Linked DNA regions of Mus musculus: region 1 is linked to region 2. A link is a contact called in public Hi-C data. All regions are on one chromosome and are shown on one strand. The core of a region is the stretch at or near the end of the contact, and the rest is flanking DNA. Distances in the headings are between cores, read along the strand shown.

What was found. Hi-C and Micro-C count contacts between places; a contact is called where the count stands out from the background.
Region 1: a Hi-C map of cerebellum shows a contact between it and region 2, with 1.5 times the contacts expected there. The contact joins the enhancer-like site here to the promoter of Manea in region 2. A contact is called at or near these places in 2 of 484 Hi-C or Micro-C datasets (cerebellar granule neurons and cerebellum), 1 of 115 datasets of contacts at active chromatin or transcription factors (embryonic stem cells) and 2 of 9 other capture datasets (adipose tissue and liver).

The regions. Positions count from the first base shown.
Region 1 is chr4:26,400,793-26,406,858 of GRCm38.p6, forward strand. No RefSeq gene overlaps it. Among named protein-coding and RNA genes, the nearest start is that of Manea, 57 kb to the left of the region's middle. Within about 2 kb of position 1,624, at least 14 of the 459 cell types and tissues checked have an H3K27ac peak or open chromatin away from gene starts, as enhancers often do. A contact at or near this core is called in cerebellar granule neurons and cerebellum, where this site is marked.
Region 2 is chr4:26,345,280-26,351,975 of GRCm38.p6, forward strand. It overlaps Manea (mannosidase, endo-alpha), which reads right to left and starts at 1,373. Exons shown (of 5, transcript NM_172865.2): 1 at 1,318-1,373.

The DNA.
Region 1 (6,066 bases), core at 374-2,873, 56 kb after region 2:
GACCATCCAGAGACTGCCCCACCTGGGGATCCTTCCCATATACAACCACCAAACCCAGACAGTATTGCATATGCCAGCAAGATTTTGCTGACAGGATACTGATATAGCTATCTCTTGTGAGACTATGCCAGTGCCTGGCAAATACAAGTGGATGCTCACAGTCATCTATTGAATGGAGCACAGGGTCCCCCAATGGAGGAGCTAGAGAAAGTACCCAAGAAGCTAAAGGGATCTGCAACCCTATAGATGGAACAACAATATGAACTAACTAGTACCCCCCCACCCCCCAGAGCTTGTGTCTCTAGTTGCAAATGTAGCAGTGGTTGACCTAGTTGGACATCAATGGGAGATTAGGCCCTTTGTCTTGGGAAGATTATATGCCCCAGTAGAGGGGAATATCAGGGCCAGGAAGCAGAAGTAGGTTGGTTGGGGAGCAGGTGGGGGAAAGGTGTAGGGGACTTTCCGAGAGGAAACTAGGAAATGGGGTAGCATTTTAATGTAAATGAAGAAAATATCTAATTAAAAAATAGTAAAACAATGGATTATCATTATATAAAATTTTTAAGCATAAAACACAATTTTAAATATTTTACATGCTTCTAAACATAATATAAATGTTACTATGTCAAAATTGTAGGACTCACAGTGCACTTGAGTTTGGAAATTTTGAAACTATCAAGGAGAAAGTTTTAATTTAATGATCAAAGATTCTTATGTGCATTCAATGCATTATCCATATTACAACCAGAGAACTGTAGATTGATATCAATTTCTGTAGTACATTTACCAAAGTAATGCCAGCATTTACATTAGCACTGAAAATATGAAGCTGTTTATGAACTACTTCTAGTATGAAATTCCTTATTTTGGTTCTCTCTCTCTCTCTCTCTCTGTATAGATATTTCTGATAAGAGTTTTTCATTTTTAGGAATCAAACTTATTCATTTAAGATTTTTTTATATATACATGTGTAGGGCTATGTGAGTAAATGCTGAATGTGTGTAAAAAATAAAAAAAAAACTGATCTTATAGGAGTCTGTGAGCTGCATTATATGGGTGCTTGGAAACAAACTCAGGCCCTTTGTAATTATGGTGTGAGCTTTTAATTGTTGAGTCCTCTCTCAAGGCCCTGGTTTTGAATTTTAAATTCAAATAGTTCAAACATAGAAATATGTTATAAAGGGGAAAATTATAAGTGTGCATTTATCACATTTAGAGAAGTAAGGATAACAAAAAATAAAATGTTGAAAGAATTAAACAATAGGCATTTAATATCTTTTGAGAAAACTGCAATTGTGTATTTTTGGTACCTTTTACAATACAGCTGTCAGAAAAACTGTAGGCTACAAGTCATGGTGAAGATTTACTTGATTGTGACTGAAGAGAAGCATTCAGTCTGCCTCAGCACTTTCTCCCTGCTTGCAGAACTTCCCCTCCTGCCCCTGTTCTTTCCAGCAGCTAACACAGGGCTCCTCCTCCCATTCCTGGCCTTTCAGAGAGGACTTGATCTGGCACTGGAATATTGCTATCCCAGATTTCATGGAGGCACCCCTAGCAAACTCACCCCTACCCCCTGCCTGGGAGGAACAGATGGCAGCTTGAGAATAGACAAGGAACAACCTCCCTCAGCCTAGGCCAACCTTCCCTCCCCCATCCCTGTGTCACCTAGGCTGCCACTGTCACTGATAGATGGCTAAGCACTTCCCAGTGCAGCTGGTGCCTGTCCTTGGGAAGAGCTAAGACCAAGCATCCTTGAAGAAATAAGTGTCCCACATTTGGGCCATGAGAGGACAGTAATCAAGCTTTCCCAGACAATTGTGGCTAGTTGTAAAAACACACTAGTTCCTGATAGTACCATAAAGTAACTTCTCAGGTCAGAAGAGTCCCCTCTCCCAGTTGTATGATTCTGCCTCCTGCCTGAACAAATGATATCTTGTTTGAAAGATGACTTCCCTTGTCACCTTCCCCTGTCATCCTAAAATCCAAAGAATCCCTGATTATGCTTGTATTAAAAAACACTAAACCCCTGGACATTGGGTCGCATTCCTGTCCTGTGCAGTGTGAAGGTTTGTGACCGAGTCTGACTCGAATAAATAAAAGACTCTCTTCTTTCACTACATCGAATCAGTAGTTCTAAGAATTCTCCTGGGGCCCATGTGATGACCTGGACACAACAGTGGCATCAATAGTTTAAAGAATTTATCATGCTATCCAGAAATTACATTGAACTGCTAGGAAACCGAAAGGTTCTCACTCTTGATTTCAAAAGAAAGAGAAAACAATTTGTGTAATATCCTTGAAATTAAGAAGTCATCTACAAAACCACAGATTTTCTGGTAGGCCGGTTAGGACCATGTTTCTTCTACTCAGACACTAGCAGTTAGCACAGATATTTGTTACTTTCTGAAGCATCTACAGAGCAGGTTGGAGGTTTCCCGAAAGAGAAATATTGGACATGTCCCCAAACAACTCTTTCTAGCAAATGAACTGTGAGTACGATCTGATCTGTCAGTAAGCTTCTGAAGCTACACTTTACATCCTAGAAGTTCCATGCTTCTCTTAAGATTCAACTTCATATGATGCTGCTGATAAATTTTCTTTCATTCCTCTTAACAGCAAGATCAATTTTTCTTGCCTTGGTATTTATTCAGCATCTTCTTTCCAGGCCGTCTTTTCACCTTGCCTTTAGCAGAAAATCTGGTCTGACAGATTCTGTCACACGGTATTTTCTCTGTACACATTCACTATTCAAGCTGTGTCTCTTTGCGCATATATCAATTACATGCTAGAACAAGTTGTGGTACAGTATGAAAAAAGAAATCTCTGGCTTACCTATGTTCTCAATTGTTTTTGCACAAGTGTAAAAAGTAAGTATTTCATACCAGGATACAGTTGTTACATTTTGTGATTCCTTTGTAACATTTGTAATGAGTTTAGACATTCATTAACTAGTGAAACATATAAATGTAATACTAGGATAGATGTCAATATTAAAGATAAATCTCAGGAAATCAATGCCTTTACTAAATGAGACTACCAATTAATATGAATTTATTTTAAGTTAAGTGTTTGTTATTACAAAAAGAGCAGCGATAATCTGTTATTATTGCTATTCATGTGAAAGGTTTGATTTAAAATAAGGAATTGGAATATTAATAATTTTCAACTTAATCCAATCCAGGAAAACATTCGACAATCATATAGTATAAATTATCACCCCACCAAATTTCTTTTTCTCTCTCTGACCCTATTCTCTAGAGAGATTATTACCCTTATATTTTGATAGCTATATTCTTATAATAATTTTTAATAGGAAAAAATCAATAAATAGAGCTGAAAAAATACCAACTCCCCCAAGTAATAACACAAAAGCAGTGGTAGTCATTTTCTCTCCCTTGGTGACACAGATATAGGCCAGATTAGACCAGATAAAATAGATAAAAGCAGGTTTCTTAGAAGGCAGTTTTTGGGTAGGTCACTTATCTCATAGATGGAGGTCAGTGAAGTCACTCAATCAGGCTACAATAAGGGGATTTTATAGAGCCTAGCGGAGGAATGATGACTTGCCAGCTAGGAGCTGGAATAGTTCCAAAATATAGTGAACAAAAAAACAAAAACAAAAAACAAAAAACAAAAAAACTGAGCCTCTGGGCTGGTACACTTGAGTGGGCTGCCAGAAACAAGGAGATGGGAAGGGATGACATGTTGGCCTAGTTTTTTCTCTGTGCATGGGTTTGGCAGAAGGACGGCAGAAATGTTTTCCCAATTTGTGCAGTGGATGAGCAGGAGTTTCAGCCTGACAAGTGAAATAAAAATAGCTTAATGAAATTGAGATATTATTTTGGGGTTAGTATGCACTTATTTTAGTGAGGACATAATATGTGTGTGTTCTTTTGTGTCTGGGTTACCTCACTCATATGATATTTTCTAGTTCCATCCATTTGCCTGTGGATTTCATGAAGTCATTGATTTTAATCACTTCATAGTACTCCATTGTGTAAATGGACCACATTTTCTGTATCCATTCTTCTGTTGACAGACATCTGGGTTCTTTCCAGCTTCTGGCTGTTATAAACAAGGCTGCTGTGGACATAGTGGAGCATGTGTTTTTGTGATATAGTGGAGTGTCTTTTGGGTATATGCTCAGGAGCAGTATAGCTGGGTCTTTAGGTAGAACTATTTCCAATATTCTCAGGAACCACCAGACTCATTGCCAAAGTGGTTGTACAAGCTTGCAATCCCACCAGCAATGGAGCAGTGTTCCTCTTTCTCCACATCCTCTCCAACATCTGATGTCACCTGCATCTTACCCATTCGGATTGGTGTGAGCTGGAATCTCAGGATCGTTTTGATTTGTATTTCCCTGCTGACTAAGGATGTTGAACATTTCTTTAAGTGTTTCTCAGCCATTTGAAATTCTTTGGTTGCGCATTCTCTATTTGGCTCTGTACTGTACTTTTTAGTAGAGTTATTCAGTTCTCTGGAGTCCCAGAGAACCATTCTGAAGAACAAATCTAGTCCTAAGTAGCTGCGGCACTTGAGGGCTGAGGCCGGAGGACTGGGAGAATTGGAGGACAGCCTGGGCAGCACAGAATCAGGCCTTGTTAGGATTGAGATTACATCCTAACAAACATAAATGAAAGAAAGCCTGAGAATGGCAGTGCTTAGAGAGGGTGAAGAAAATCTCTGTTCCCCTAACACTGTGTTCTCAGGATCAAGCATTTTACTCAATCCTGCCAGGTCCATGCAAATAGAGATCAGTCAAGAGCTCGGGAAATATCCCCTGTCTTCTTTCTGGAATGGCTATGAGTCTCCTCAGCCTTCACCTTTCTTTTAGGGAAGTGGAGGACCCAGAAAACTTCAGAAGTGAGGACTTCACTTCCTCTGGTAAACGGCTGCACAGTTGACTACCATGCTCCCCTGTTTAATCATTTTAAGTTATGGATTCTTTTCTGTCAAGTCAAAAGAGGACATTTTTAAGTCATGCTAAAAATAATTTTGCAAATATTTGTTTTTTTTTTCTTTTCAAAATCTTGATGACAAAGATCAATGAGAATCTATTGTTCAAGGAACCATTCAGGTTTTCCCCTCCAGCCATATCCATCAGCTTCTAGAAGTCCCTGAAACTGACAAGATTCAGTAGAGCCTTGCCTCCTTAAGAGCAGGTAAACAGTAAAGGCTATTGAAGAATCACTCGCAGATAAGCGAAAATGCAAAGAGGATTCTCAGATAATTCCAGCTACCTGGAGGTTTCAGATGTGATGGATCCACATGTCATTCATAATTGCTGGGTACCATTTTTCTTTCCTCTTTTAACTGCCCATTCTCTGTCTCTTCTCATTAAACTCACTAACCTCAACATTCTCAAAGCATTATGAAATCAATAATCAATTCCAAGTTTATTATCTCTCTGCATTGTCAAAGTTTTTAACTTGCCAACTAAATTTCCACATTACATCTCAAAGCCAAAACAAACAAACAAATAAACAAATAAACCCCAACAAGAACAACGGGAACACAATCCACCACACTCCTCAGTTTTACACACTGCTTCTTTGTTTCCAATGCAGTTCTGATTTCTCCCCAAAGGGCTCCACACATTTATGTTTTTAGCTCCTCTGAGTTAGTGTGGAAAGGCAGATCAGTAAAGAAACAGAATACAACATATCCTAGACATCATTCTCTTACCCTTTCCCTCCCCCCATTAAAATGGAAATGTTTCAATGAATTTAAACAGACATTATTGTTTTGCTGTCTGACATGTGAATAGACCCCAGCCAAGGCTTCTTTACTATAGTCAAAAACAAGAAAAATTGACTTCATGCCTGGATGTTTTTCCCATTAAAATAGCTATTTACTTTTTCTTGTTTTTACAAAAAACTGCTGTGCAAGTACTTTAGGCAATTTCCCAATGTTTCTTTAATTTAATTAGATTTTAAAAGCACCCAGAATAGCAACACTCCAGGAGATAATTTGAATTTAGAACACATTTTGAAACAACTTCTGCCCTAAACCTTCCTGCTTAAAAATGTAAAATGACCTTAATAACTGATGTATAATAATATT
Region 2 (6,696 bases), core at 123-2,622:
TGTGTCCTCACTCAAAGGGAAGTTTGCACTACCCCGAGTTAGAAAACTAGTTCTTCTGAAACCATGCTAATTTTATGTTGTGAAAGTCAAGTGATTTCGAATGAATAGTACTACATACTCCTCAAGCAGCTAAGAGATCTAAATAACCCTGAAGCCGAATGTTGTGGATTGTTTTAAATGCATTTGCTCATATTATATAGCTCAGGAAAATGCAGATTCCATTTTAAAGTTATAATTAAATTATAAAGATTCTTCCTGTTTTATTTCATTCTGTTGATGCTATTTTCTTCTAATTTTATGCTAGAGGAAGTACCTACAGTTAGATACAGCTAACGCTCAGAACACACATCTAAAACTTTCAGAATCTTGCTCAGGTCAAAGTGTGGGTAATCTTTTGTACACAAGTTCTGTCCGGCATAATCTCATTTTCCATTTTTATCTTCACAACCGTCTATGAAACAGAACTTCATGTTACAGGTGATGAAACTGAGCAGAGAACTTTTTCCAAGATTTTGGGCTAGTAAACAGCTGAGCACCCTACAAAGGCAAAACACTGTACTGGACCTTAGGTTCCTGGCTCCAGCCTGCCCTGAGCGGCCTCAAGTAGAGAAGTCATACTACAATGACATTTTTTCACTGTGGAAGGTGACTTAACAATGGTTCCCTCGCCTTCCGCTGTAGCTCACACTTAAGGAGAAGGCAGCTAGCTCATTGTGTTTATTTTCTGACCACATACTCAACTCATTGCTTATTATAGGAATAAGAGCAGCAGCTTTGTAAGTGTAACTAACCTGAAATAGTTTCACCAAAACCTACAGTAGTTCTGCATTTTTTTTTTCTTCCAAGCTGCAGCCCACACATTGCAATGCGATCAGACCAACCACTCTCATTTGTCTTTCTAAGCTCATTCCAGACCCACAACAACGCTCACGAAAGCCTCCTTGTAAGCCATTTTCAGTACTTCTCCCACTATATTATCCGTTTATGTCTTTGACAACAACAAAACAAAAGTTTTAAGCTCCGGTCCTCGCCAACTTGTTCCTCCGCAGACAGAAAAGGAGACGGCCACCCTGAAGGGACAGTGGAAAAGGCAGAGCCCGGCCAGTTAAAGGAGAACAGAACAAAGACCCCGGAGGAGGACGCACTTGTCCTGGCGGCCTTCGGGGTCGTAAGCTGGGCTAGGAGACGGCCGGGCGACCGCCAGGGGCCTCCGCTCGCAGGTTCGGGGCTCAGGACCGAGTGGTGATGAACCACCTCAGGGCCAACTCGGGCATCCAGGCAGACAAGGACGGGCTCAGGCGCGGTGCGGACACTAACCTAGCGGCGGGGACCGGCGCGGAACCGGGCTGCTGGGCTGAGCGCGACTGGATTCCTAGAGGCCCGGGGTCAAAGGGCGTCGCAGGCAGGCGGCCCACGATTGGCTGGCGGGCGAGCGCGCAGGGGTTAGCTGCGGAGTCCCTGTGGGTCTCAGTTCCGGGGCCTCACAATTGCTCACCGGGGTCTGGGACCCTGCCTCCGCGTGGACCCACCGGATAAGAGAAAGAACCGTGAATCCTACCAGGGCTGACAGCTCTTGCGGCCGCACCGCTACCCCTCCCAGGTCCCGCCTCCTAAAGGACAGCGCGGGGCGTGGCTCCAGGGGTTGAATCTCCGAGAAGGCGGGGCTTCTGGGCGGACCTAAGCGGGCGGGGCTTTCGGGGAGAGGCTCCGAGTCCCCTAGCTTGTCCTGGAGTCTACTGCAGGGTCATGGTGGAGGAAACTACATTAAGTCAGACAGTATCCCTTAATTGCTCCAAGGAGAAATGAAAGTTCTTTTACACTTTTGCCTCTCAAGATAAGCCAAGACTCTCTGATAGAGACCAGATGTGTTTTGTTTTTCACTTTTAAAAAATCCTTTTAAATGTTACTCAGATTTATAATACATTGGGTATTTCCAAAGTTTTAAAGTTGAAAACGTGTTTTAGTTTATCAAACAGTTATTGGCAAGTCAGAAGTAGACAGACAGATATATTAAACTTCCACAAGTATACTAGGAATCAATACAATTGTACAATACAATTGTGTAATTGTACAATTACAGTAGAAAGAGAATAAGTCAGAAGCAAAAAAAAAAAAAAAAAAAAAATTGCAGCAGAGGCGAGGCTGCATCTGGGGTTTCCATCTTACATCAGCCTCACATACCAAGAGGATTCTATGTTTTGTTTTTGTTGCATGGTAACAAGGCAATCTTGACTCAAGGGGTAGAACTTTCAGATGTGATGTTGTGAAAAGTATTGTAAAGGCTTCCCTTTAAAAAACTACCGGATTATAAAAGAGATTTGAAATATACATGTAAATAATGAAAGAAAATACCCTAGTGATGGCTGCAAAAGCTTAAGGCAAAGAGTCTTGTTTCACTATCACCATTAAGCAGTATATTGTGTTCTTAAATATCTTGCTCTTTTAAAAGTAGGATTTTGAAAATATGTAGTTTCCTAAAAATCCTATCTTCCTGGCTTTGCATATTAAATAAGTGAAATATTTTCTGATTTTCCATGCAAACATGTTTGCTACACATTTATGATTTGAAATTCCTAAACATACAATCTATTTTGCATCAACTAGTTTGCTTCATCATTATAAAAACTGTCTTTTAATGTTTTCCCCAAAATGTCATCAAATTGAATTTCCTTTAAGTTATGTGTTCCCCTCCATCCTGAAGATATCCGCCTGTTCACATCCCTCTGGCTATTAGGCTTACTGGAAAAATGACTGCTTTCAATCTAAGTTCATTTTATTTTGGATATTTTAATTAATTTCTATGTGAAGAAATAAATGTACCTTATGTACAAATACCTTCACTTTGTGCATTGTCTTCACTTCTGTGGTATCTTGATAATCAAAATCCTTAAAGTTTAGGATATTTCTTGTTGCATTTAAGAATATTACAATTGTGTAACCTTGCATCAGACATTAAATTTTTACAATTGACACAAAAATTTGTGGTACAACTTTAATAGTGTTGTGGTAACATCAAGAACAAAATGTTGTTAGTAGCTCTATTCAACATAATACTGAAGTCCACCTTACTGTATCATTTTTAAAATGGTCATGAACTATTCTCTTTTGCTTCTAAAAATCTTAGCTTTAGTTATATGAAACATTATACATAGAAATGAATGAACAATATTGACAATCAGTTAGAGCACCTATGTACCAGACTGTATGTACATATAAAATTTGTAACATCATTTTTCTTATTGATTTTATTTCAATTATGTTAGCTAAAATTGGGTTTTTATACATTTTTACAAATTTTAGAATAAACTAGCCAACATGCATTAAAAGACTCTGGATATTGATTGTATTTCAATAAAATTTTAGAGTTAAATTTATAGAAATTTACAGTTTAGAGATATATTCTCTGGGAAAATGTTATGTTTATAGATTTATATTTGAGACTGGTATGTTCCCCAATGAGTCTTAGTTCATGTTACTTAAGTTTTTGCAGGCTTTTATTACATAGATTCCTCATGTTTCTTGCTAAATTTAAACATAACTTTCTTTAAATTACATATTGTATAGTCTGATCCTCTATGGTCAATGGTAAAATGCATATGACCCTGAGATTAATTTCGAGCACTGAAAATAAAATTCCAGCGGATTATTATCCTAATTAGCCCAAAGGAGCCATGTTCTTATGTGTATTTCCTATCCATAGAGTGGGCTAGCATTGTGATGTGTTTGCTGTACTTGCTGTTACCTGTGCAGACTTGTTCACTTTATAAATGTGATTTTTCTATCTAAATCATCTCTTCTTCTTTAAAACACATTCACCAGACATTCAGCATCATGTCCTATGGCCCTAGTGACAGACTGCTATACTATTCCAAGTAAAATTCAATACCATTTAAATTTTATCATGAATTTTGAGGTGTAGAATGCATTTTTCATTATACAATTGACTGCTTCTAAGCAATTACCATACTAAGTACCCCATTTCCAGCTTTTTTAGCATGAAAATTTGCTTAGTTGATCAAATTAATTTTTACCATCTTTTAAAATAGTCATAATGTCCTGTTCTAGTACATTTATGGTTATTAATAGATTTTCCTGATGTTGAATCCAAGGGAAGGACTTTATTCTATAAATATTTATATGTATGCCCACTTGCTTTAAAAAATATCTTTTATTACTGCCAGAGTAAATCAATTAAAGTAGATTCACATTGCATCACCCTGTGGTTGTCAGATTTGTGCAATAATCTTTTAAAAGGTGTTAGTGCTACAGACTGGCCTCAGTCAGCCCCTCAATCCGCAGGAGAAATCAGGGTCCCGATACAGGTGGGCAGGAGTTGGTGAAAAGGTGACAAACAGACACAGACAGAAGGGAGTATGCTGTATCGGAATGTAATTTTTCAAAGCAAGCACCAGACTTTTAATACGGAAGAAAATCGGGAAGTTAGGTGACACATCAGTCAAGGTACAATGAGGTTACTTGGATGCTTAATGGCTCTTACACAAAACAGAGGAATGCAAACATAAAGACTAGCAGGAACTAGGCAATAAAACAACTGAGACAAAGTCAGCTCTATCTAAGGTCAGCTATATTCTTAGAAGGCAGGTGTGAGGTCTTTACACTCCAGGGCAAGGGCTTTCATGCCCAAGCCATAGTTCTAATTAGGGAGTTCCATTCTAGCTAACCTTCTCATGAATAATGCAATACTCTAGTTCCTCCTGAAGCCACAGCCCAATCTACTTCCTAAACCATTATAAATCCCTGTATACGGGAGTGACTCAGTTTTTGTTCTAAGTATTTACTATGTAAACTAGCCCTGAGATTTCTAGCTCTAGTCAAGTAAATTGTAATGCCTGATTTTTTTCACGGTCTCTCCCACAATACTAGAGGCAATTTTGAATGTTATTGAATAGGTAACATCCCTACTGAATTCCAAGCCCAGGGTCGGCTCAAGGACTACCTAGGGTATTGGTGAAGGCCAGGAAGCAAAGTTCAATTTTGCTTAGGTATTGGGCAAGTCATTGCTTGGAGGAACCTACAATAAAACAATACTGAAAGAAAGCACACAGATGTATTCACTGACTAAAGCAAGGACAGTTTTGGAGCATTCTCTTTACAGGATACCACAGTTTCAGGAGACTAAGTTTCCATGAACTTTTCGCCTCAGGACTGTGTCCAAGCTTTTGGGCCTGTCATGTGAGTCACTACTGGAGTGGGTGTGGCAAGTTAGAATTGTGGGTAATGTCCTATCCTGCAACTCTGAGCACTCCTGCTCCTCCCCTGTTATTCTAGAAAGGTTGAGGTGGTTAGAGCCAGTGTTGCCAGTAGTCTTTTTTATTCCCCATCACTTTTCAACATATTTCATGTAGATGATGTATTTACTTTCCTTTCTGAACCCCTCATTTGTTTTTATTACCATATATGAAGTAATCTTATATGCCAGATTTTAACATATTTCAAATATGCTGTCATCATAATTACTGCAAAGTCTAATTTTCGGTATCCATAATTCTAAACACTACATAATTAGATGGGTATATTTCTAAATATTAATTATATCAATCTCTAAAGTAAACAGATAGCCAGTAATGAGTAAATTAATGAAAGTTCTTTTGTAGAACGTTTATATGCATGTGTTCATGTAAATATATCCAGAATATCTGAGAGGATGCATCCATTTTAAGTTTATGTATGTGTGTTCATGTAAACACATACATAATATCTGTTAGGATCTGTTGATTTTGACCTATTGTGACTCTTGCTCATTTGCCCTTTTTTCCTTCCATCTATTTTTTTTTTTTGTCATTACATATTTTGTCAATTAAAACTATGGTATTAAAAGAATGTGTCATATGTTTAGTGGGTGAATTACTTGAAGAAAACAGCTGCATGTGCCTTAACTTTAGTGGAATATACCAAGAGTGATCAGTCATTGAGATTGCCAATACGGCAGAGATGGCCAATGGTATAAAGAGTGGAGAGGAACAATCCATATTTTTCCTCATAAATTTTTTTCATGAACTGGCCTAACTCAGTAACCCAAGAGCACCACCTTTGGTGCTTTCTACTGTCATTTTATTACTATAACAGTTCCAAATACCATAAAGTACTTAAGGTTTCTCTTATCCCATTATGAAAATACCAGCAATGTTTGCATTTGATTATCAGCAATGAATGGTCTTCTTATTTCCTATACCTAGCAAAATGCTTGCATTTTCAGCCAGCATTTTCTCATCTCTATTTTAATGGGTCTTCCTCTGTTTCCTGAATATCACATGCCTCTCCTCCACTGCTTTTTCCCAAACCTGGCCACAAAGTGTCATTTAGTAACTTTAAATGTCATTGTTCCTCTCATCTGGAAAGCAAACTCACAGATCAAGGGAAGCCTGTTTCCTGAAGTACAGTGTGCTGGTGAAGGCTAGTGTTCTAGGCAGTGATAACTGCTAGGAACCAAAAGGGCTATACAGAAGAGTACAGTTTGGTTCTTCTCTTTTATGGCTCACCATTAGACATTGCTCTTATTAACTCCATCTGCATATTCTGTATTCTTCAGAATTCTATTTTACTGATGACTCTCTCTATCTAACCTATTAACCACTATGTCTTTAGTTTTCCCCAAGTAAAAGCCACTTAGGACATTCTTGCTAATAAGTAGCAACAAAACAAAACAGAACAAAACAGGAAATCCCCAAGGAAAAG